2 separate regions of the Gasterosteus aculeatus genome follow, and region 2 is linked to region 1. The links are chromatin contacts, called in public Hi-C maps. All regions are on one chromosome and are shown on one strand. Each heading gives the region's core, a stretch centred on a gene start, on an enhancer-like site or on the middle of the called end of the contact. The rest is flanking DNA. Distances are from core to core; before and after follow the strand shown. Region 1 overlaps klf6a (Kruppel like factor 6a). Region 2 overlaps pfkpa (phosphofructokinase, platelet a).

What was found. A called contact is a pair of places that touch in the nucleus more often than the background predicts.
Region 2: a contact with region 1 is called in a Hi-C map of skeletal muscle, with 3 times the contacts expected there. The contact joins two enhancer-like sites. A contact is called at or near these places in 3 of 6 Hi-C or Micro-C datasets (skeletal muscle and tail fin).

What each region holds. Positions count from the first base shown.
Region 1 is chr21:9,418,419-9,422,365 of fGasAcu3.hap1.1, forward strand. klf6a (Kruppel like factor 6a) reads left to right here. Exons shown (of 4, transcript XM_040167137.2): 4 at 154-2,631. The coding sequence ends at 205. Among protein-coding and RNA genes, the nearest start is that of klf6a, 5.5 kb to the left of the region's middle. Within about 2 kb of position 1,768, at least 1 of the 9 cell types and tissues checked has open chromatin away from gene starts, as enhancers often do.
Region 2 is chr21:9,477,614-9,481,960 of fGasAcu3.hap1.1, forward strand. It overlaps pfkpa (phosphofructokinase, platelet a), which reads right to left. Exons shown (of 22, transcript XR_013453975.1): 22 at 3,774-4,347. Among protein-coding and RNA genes, the nearest start is that of pfkpa, 18 kb to the right of the region's middle. Within about 2 kb of position 2,403, at least 3 of the 9 cell types and tissues checked have open chromatin away from gene starts, as enhancers often do.

The DNA.
Region 1 (3,947 bases), core at 518-3,017:
TGTGGAGTGTGATGGTTCAGTTGTTGCCGTAACGTAATCTTTGGCCTCGACTTCTTATCTCCTGATTGTCACAGACAGAAAAAACGTCTCACTTTTGATTCCCTGAAACGGTCCATTTTTGCCTCGTTACTGACTCCTCCCTCCTGTCTCCAGATGTTTCTCCAGGTCTGACCATCTGGCCCTTCACATGAAGAGGCACGTCTAGAGTGGGGGCGAGCTCCAACCAACAGCGACGGGGGGGCAAAGTTGTTGTAAAAAGGAGAGAAAGAGAGAGGTGGGGGGGGAACCCGCCGTCTCCCGACCAGTCTCTTGGTGGAACTGTCCCTGAGCAGAGTGGCGGGGAGTGTTTCCAGCCAAAGCATGCCGTTTTGCACCATACTGAAACCCAGTGCCTCCGGGACCTCATTTTGGAGAAAAGGTGCTCTGAAGGTTGTCTACTGCGACAAGAATGGACAAATTCACGGACGAGGACAAGGGGGTGGGGGCGGTATAAAGAAATCTTTTTGCTTGAGAAGGACTTACTCACACACATAAAAAAAGACAAAGACAAAAAAAAAGATGACAAAGAGAGCGAATGATTTGTATGTGTGGTGCATGATGTTTTGGAGGCTCATTCCTGGACAGAAGATACACTGGTACTTTACAAAAATTGTCTGAGGTAAGCATGTGTGCACTGTGAATGTCTGAGACTGGCTGACCGGCCCCCTCCCCCGGGAGGACAGGAGGCGAGGTGGGGTCGACGGAGGATGGAAGGTGCGGGGCTGGTACCGATGTTGCTGTGGACTGAATGTGTTTCTGGAGGGGAAACATTCCATTCGTGTTTCCCCGGTGGCAGCGGGAGGACGGGGCAGGAAGGAGAATCCTGCCTGCCTGTCTGTCTGGCACCCAGACTACGGGGGGGGAGGGTTTTGGGTTGGGTTTGACCTGAGAGAAGGTGGACCTGTCACCCTTCTGGTCAGTGACCCTGGGGCCGCAACCTCCCCCCTCCCCCGGTCACTGTATGACAGAAGCTTTTTTTTGGTGTTTTTTGGTGCAGCTACTAAATGTGCAATGTGTTATGTAGCCTGGTTTATTTTATTTTTTTATTTTTTACAAGCTACAAAGCTCATTTGTAGTCCAATTGTAAAAGCCTTGTGCTTATAACAGGTATAACACAACTATACTATAACTTCAGTATCATAGACAGGTGTTGCATGGTTCTAGGGTTTGTTCATTTCATGTTTCCACTGTAATCAGGACTGCAAATAGTCAATAAAAGTGCAGCTAAAGTGCAGACGGTTAAATGTTACAATATTGTACATAATGCCTTGATTTCCTCTTTTCTTCACAACTTCATTCTGTTTATTTTCATCTGGCTGGAGATTTCCCCCCACTGCTTCCTCACTCATCACTCATCCATTGCCTTGAGGTGTGACTTTTTTTTGTATTTTCTTTTCTATCTAATAATGCACTGTTGGCCTTAATGGTGCCTTATGCAAGTGACTCAGCCCTGTGGCAGCGGTGGGTTGTTTTTGTTTTTTTGTTTTCCCTCCCAGGGGAAGTCGCATCTGTTGTGTGGGTGATTTAAAAAGCTAGATCAAGGCTCCGTTACACGTTAACTCGTAGCTCTTTGTGTTTTAATTCTGTCTGTTGTGGAGGGGGGGGTATTTTCAGCACTAGTTTAGTCCGTCGGAACAAAAAAGTTTAGGGCACTTATATTCACTTATTAAAGGGGTTTTCATTGTCAATACTACTGTGTAGTATGTACTTGAGTTCATCACACTCTGAAGTACAAACAAACCACACTCTGCCAACAAAAATAGTTTTATCTTTTATTTGTGTAGTTGATACAGGACTGCTCCCCGGTGCTGCGTCCGCCCCCCCCTTGTCCCTGCAAGTGGGACTGAGGAAAAACTCTAAAGATTTATTGTAATGAACAGGCTGCAGTCGGACCGGCCTCGCCTTGTACTGCCTCTGGGTAATGAATTGCTAAAGGCTTTGTTGGCATGGAATCTGTCACAGACTGCTGACTGTGCAGGTTGGTTATTGACCCCGTCTGGGGAGCGTTGCTTTAGCCGTAGTGCAACAGTATTATGGAAACCATGGCGGGGGGTGAATGCTCTCGGGAGCAGATCAAATTGAGATTTGACCCCCAAAAGAAGCCCATGACAATATTCCCCTCAAAGATGGATGCATGGGGTCACATGCATTCACTTGCTCCGGACCAGCGTGCCTTGCTGCAACGCCGCATTCTTAAATATTTCACATCAGGCGGGTGAGCCCAAACTTGTAGTTGCTGTCCGCAATTCATTTGTGAGGGTTGGCAGCGCCTTTTGTGGCAGGGGGGAGGAACATCCATTTGACGGGGGGGGCGGCAGCCAATACTGTTCTGGTGGTAATTGAGCCTTGATTAAGCCCGTGTTTGCTCGCATCTTTCATCAACGCTTTCATCCCACACTACCCTAACATATTCCGTCTCTCTCTCTCTTACAGCTCTTTGTTCTCAACTGAATCTTTGTAGAAAAAAAAAAAACTTTTGTAAAATTGTTATGTTTATGCTTTATGAAATTTTTATTTGAAATTGTTTTGCAGAATTGTTATATTTCTGTATGAATGTATTTTTTATTGGAATAATAAGAAATTCTTATCTGACTTTGTCTTGCTCCCTTCTCATTTAGTTAATTCTCCTCAGTGAGTGCCACATTACTACAGCTTTATTATTTGTTTTACTAGGGGAAAAACATTTTTAAATTCGTCACTTTGAAAACAATGTTTTTCTGCTTAAATACCTTGTTAAACCATCACTCTTAAGTGGCTCCCCTCTTCCTGCCTTGTAAATACCAGTATGAAAATATCCTCTCCTCATGAGTTAATTACATCTTTGCAGAAACCGACGCACCTCAAACCTGGAGGCAAACGTTCACTCTTCTTTTTCTCCCCAAACACCCTCCTAGAAAAGTTTTTGGTTATTCCGGTTCTAAAAGCGACTGACTGCTTACTCCTTCGAGCTAGCTAGCTCTCATCAAAGCAGCATAAATAATTTATCTCCATCTCTCACAGCCCATGGCATTTAATTAGAGAGCAGCTTTTATACATTTGTTAGATAATTACTCCACTTGACACAGATAATGATACAAAACAGCAGTGGATAAACCAAAGAGCCGAGTTTAAGTCACAAACTAACAAGAAAATGGGATTTAAAAAATAAACTTGGCCTCCTTGTTTTTTTGCTGCTTGTGTTGATGACCTAGAATGGGCCGGCAACTTATTAGCTCCTCTGATTTCCAGTAAAAGCCTTGTGGTTTATAAATGAAGCTCCGTAGGTAATTAAGCACGCTTTGAAGAACCTCCCCAGCTTTTTGGAGTGGCAATGAGTATTGCCTTTGCCTCAAATGTTGCAAGTCCTTGATCCCTCAAATCCCCCGCCCCACTTGATTTCTCAACTTAAGACCTACCTGAGAGGCTTAATGCAAAGCTGAAGAGCAACACAACCTGCAAGGAGAGGTTATGAACTTCAAACTACGCGCTTGACTCTTAAACGGTGGAGGCTCAGATTCTTGTTTTTCACTTCGTTAAAGGAGACGGCCACATGTTGCATTTAATCTCCGTGCAGCTGACTCTCATCCTTGCGATGTAAGTGGAGCATCCTCTTGTGAAGTGGACCGTCGTGGATAAAGTTTCTCGTAAATGGGGCGTGGAGATTGCGCGTTTTGCTTTGATGTGTCTGCACTGCAAATCCCCCAAAAGCTTTCCCACACTGACATTGTAACACAGCCCGAAGCCCAATGGATTATGGGAAACGATGAATCACTTTTAGATGTCATACATCTGTTCTTAATGTCTTGTGGGAGTGCATAAGGGGATAGAGTTGTGTGCCCAGTTTGGAATAATAAAATGAATGACCAGTGGTGGAAAGTAAATACATTTACTTGAGTAGCCGTAAATACTTTTTATCAAGAAGGGATTTC
Region 2 (4,347 bases), core at 1,153-3,652, 60 kb after region 1:
ACTGCCCTCTACGTTGCTTTGGCAGTCGAGAAAACGAAATACAGTCCACTGAAGGGTTCCCTTTTATGGAGAAAACACAATTTAGTGCCATATAGGCTCCCTTACGATATAGAAAACCTTCTGCTCTTCAACTGCATGCATTTTCCCTTTTTTCCACCAGTGGCCCACAGTCAACCACTGCTGACTGTGATTGCCGCTGCTGTTTTAGAGCCAAAACCAGTGATTGGGAGAAGCATGTACGGAGTACATGTACGGATTACTTCAATAGTGTAGAAAAGTCAACCAAAATTCTGATTCTATTCTATTTACAGCTGTGTGCTTTCCAATGGGTGGCTGCTCCATATATTGTGGAGAGACACTGGATTACTGTACACAGCCCACCTGTACATACAGCCCTAAAAACAATGACACCCCCCTATTCAAAGCCGTCTACAACGGGCCCGGCCCGGCATCTGGAGGAACAGACAGCCCTGCATGTTAATGCACAGTTAATATTATTATGAAGTGCGAGTGACTTTGCATGTTAGTGAGCGCTCTGTCAAATTAGTGTCAGTTCCATTCATTTCGCCATCTATTTCATGTCACAAGTATACGCTCGCCTCAGACTCCCGAAAGGAACACACACACACAGTCATGCAGGACCAACCTCATGAAGAGATTCACGCGCCTGCATCTCACCAGTAGATACATATTTACACGCACACATCCTTACTCGGCAGAAGAGGGAGACGAGGGGAGGAAAATGAATGTCCCGACTCATTCATCACGTAGCCCCAAAAGTACAGATGAATCCAGTGACGAAAATCTGTCCTGAGAAATGTCAGGAAGATATTAACTCCAATACATCAAAGTGGAGCTGCGGTCTCTAAGCCGACTGCCAGCCAATGCCCACGGCCTTTGGTGAAAACTGGGGAGGGGGGTTTAGCCAACGCAGAAACCAGTAGATAAATACAAAAGTGGCTTCCGTCCAAAGGTTAACGTTGGAAATGACGCATAGACAATTTCATTAGTGAACAAAGGCCATTCTTTAGATCTGTCTGATCCCAATGAAGTGTGACAGTGGGGATAGAAAAGACGTGGGGGGGAATTGCCTTTTCATGTAGATTCTGCTAATCGCTTCCCCAACAAAATACGGCAGACTTGTACCAATAAGTAAGTTCGGGCTCAGTGGACAGATGAAAACAGCACAGAGGCTAATGGAATTGAGAGCGTTCCAAGCCTCCATGGGTGTCTTAATTGTGTGAGGATAACGCTTGTTCGCCTGCTGCATTGTGGGAAGTCCAAATTGGAGTGCGACTCGCTGGGCTTGTTTTAAGCCAGAGCTTCTCTTGTGTGTGCGTGTTTGTGTGTGTGTGTGTGTGTGTGTGAGAAGTGGATCAAATCCCTTGTCCAATGTCTGGAAACAGGTCATGTGACTCACTCGTTTATTTGGGAACCAGCTCCTGCAAAGTATACGTTTTCCGCCAGCAGGGACTGCAGTATCTGAAATCTATATCTTCTGCTGCTCTGCGCTTTTTCATCTCTCCCCTGGAATGTATTATGTGTTCATTTGTTTTTGCATGGATTTATTTATTCATAAATATTCATTGTGAATGTCATGTGTGTGATTCATTTGAAAATAAATAAAAAAATATTGCTTTTCCAATCTCAGCCAGCCAGCATCTATTGGCTCTCGTCGCTGTTGTTATCACAATACCTTTATAGTAATCTTATTTTAGCACTGCTGCACTTCTTTATTACAGCGCAACAATTCCAACCATTGTGGTCCATTAGACGGGAAATTGGACACTATGGGACTCCATGAGAGGACAATGTGCTTTTAATCTGAAAAAAGGTCAATGTGCGCCAGCCATCATGGAGATTCACTGCGAGCTTATAATTGGGGGCCTTGTCTGAAGACAACGTAGAATTAAATGAAGACAAAGTTGGCGAGAGTGTGCTTGGCCTTTGATGAGAATAGGGGAGTGAGGACCCTTCATTTGCAACCTTTAATCAATCCAATGAGATGAGATCCACACGTGATTCTGGAGGATAAATAGAGGGGGGGGGGGGTGAAATGGTAATTAGTATTGATTACCTATGGGCACGTGGCCCCGCGGTCCCCTCTCGCATTCTTAAATCAACCCAAATTATTGAATTTGCTAATTTCATGCTCAGAAGTAACGTTAGCCAGCAACGGAGGAAAATGCCTCCACAATGAATCATGTGCCCATCGGGGTCCGAGCAAATTACAGGGACGGGGGGCCTCTTTTTGTGCCCAGGGTGTGAGGCTGAATTAAACGCCCCGGTACAAGTCGAGGACAATAATTATTCCAGGGGGGTCCGTGGGGAGTAAAGGTGATTCAGGTAGCTTTAGCTTCAAATTACATTCGACGTCACCGTGCTGTCGCTAAGCGATGGCCTCGGCAAGGCCATATATGCATGTAATTACTAGTTGAGACAGAGAAGAAAAAAAAGAAAAAAAGGAAGGTGCATTTATGCAGGAAAAAGCAGCCCCAATTACATGTATACACAATTAATACACCCATGGGAAATCGGAATTTGCTTTCAAATGATAAGATAAATTCCTAATTACGGCTACAGACACACGCACGGCTCACACAAGGCCTCACGCGCCTAATCTGCTCTGTGCAGAGTTGTGCCGCGCAGGAGTGGACGGCGACTGATGGAGGGAATCCGTGTCGTCATGCACCCGGTGAACCCGGGCTCCGGGCGCACACGCAGCGCGCGGCCGCCACCTGCTGGCTGTGAGTCTGGGAAGCTTTTTAAGAGATGCTTCTACATTTTACCCATATATGCACACATATTTACATTGACTGGAAAAGGCGAACACAAGTCTAAAGGATCTGAACTACTTTTTTTTTTTTAATCTAAGATGTTACTATACAAATCTGGTGTGTTTTGCTTTCATTGGCGCGCCATGTATTTCTCCACCGGTGTTCTAGCATAAACCAACTGAATGGCAACAGATCATTAAAGAAGCATTTCTTCATGAGCCCACGAACACGGTCGGACTGTCGTTGTTCAAAAGGAAACCAAAGATCACAGTGCTGCGCTTTTGTGTCTCTGGGTCACTTTGTCTTCAGCTGTCTAAACGTCAAACAGAGGCTCTGCTCCAGTGGCCCCCTGAGGCCCCAGAGCCGGTGCTCTAACTCATTCCGTAAGCACTAATCTGCTGCTGGTGCAGCCATGAAATCTTGGGCTTGTGATATGCTTTATATATTGAGTGTTAACACCATCTTCATGCTCATGGAAAGGATCTTTCATGAGTTGGTCTCCTCCCGTCTCTACCAATGCAGTTCTCCTTTAACCTGCCTCAGTGAGTCTCCCCTAAACCGCCTACAAGTGCCGCTGCAGCCGAGCTCTGGACAAAGTCGTCCTCATGCGTCGGACGTTTTGATTTCCGCACTCTGGCTTCCCATCACAAGGGGAATCTAGTTCAAGATTCTTGTGCTGACGTCCTGCGAGCCCTGCGGGGTCAGCTGCCTGCTCACATTAAAGAGCCCGACATCAGCAGCGGGTCTCTGATCAGGGTTTATTGGTTGTTCCTCGCTCCAGGCTCAACACACAAAAGAAAACTGGGCATTAGAACTCTCAACTGTGGAAAACTTCGCAAGACACATTTGTGCGGATTTGCTTTGGTTTTTCCCGAACAAATTAAATTATCAATATACAACTTTATACGCCATATAGAATCAGGAGGGGGGAGCTTCTTTAAGGCAAATGAAATGAGAAATCGAGTGGTTAAATAAAAAAAACGTGACACCAATAGGTTATAGTTCTCAAGTCTGATTTTTATTCCGTGGGAAACATTAGTCTTACACATCTAACTTATATGTGACAGCTACCCAGCACAGCACTGCCTACAAACAAGCATCCATGTTGACGAGAAAAATAAACAATGTTAAAAAGACAATTATTAGTTTAGTAAAGCAGCACGCAGTCCTCTTGCAGCAGAAGAACTCTATCAGTCTCACATAAATATGCTGAACCTCACACTGGGTCTAGGCAGGCAGGCAGACACACACACACACACGATACAGTGTATTTTCCATTCTTGTGCAGCTCTGGCCTCAGACCCTGCCTACCCAACCAGAAACAGAGAAAGTGCAATTTTAATACGGCGGTGACACTAAACATCCAGGGCGACAAGGACACACAAGACTCACAGCAAGACAGGTGTGCACGAGAGCGCACCTGTGTGGGGTTTGTTTGAATTTAGGAGCAGTGCAGAGGCTACGTTACAGGAAATGACAGACATGAAATGAACACTGAAGCTCTTGTTACGGGAAACGCACACCTCGCCGCCGCCCCGGACGCGCGTGCACACACACACACACACACACA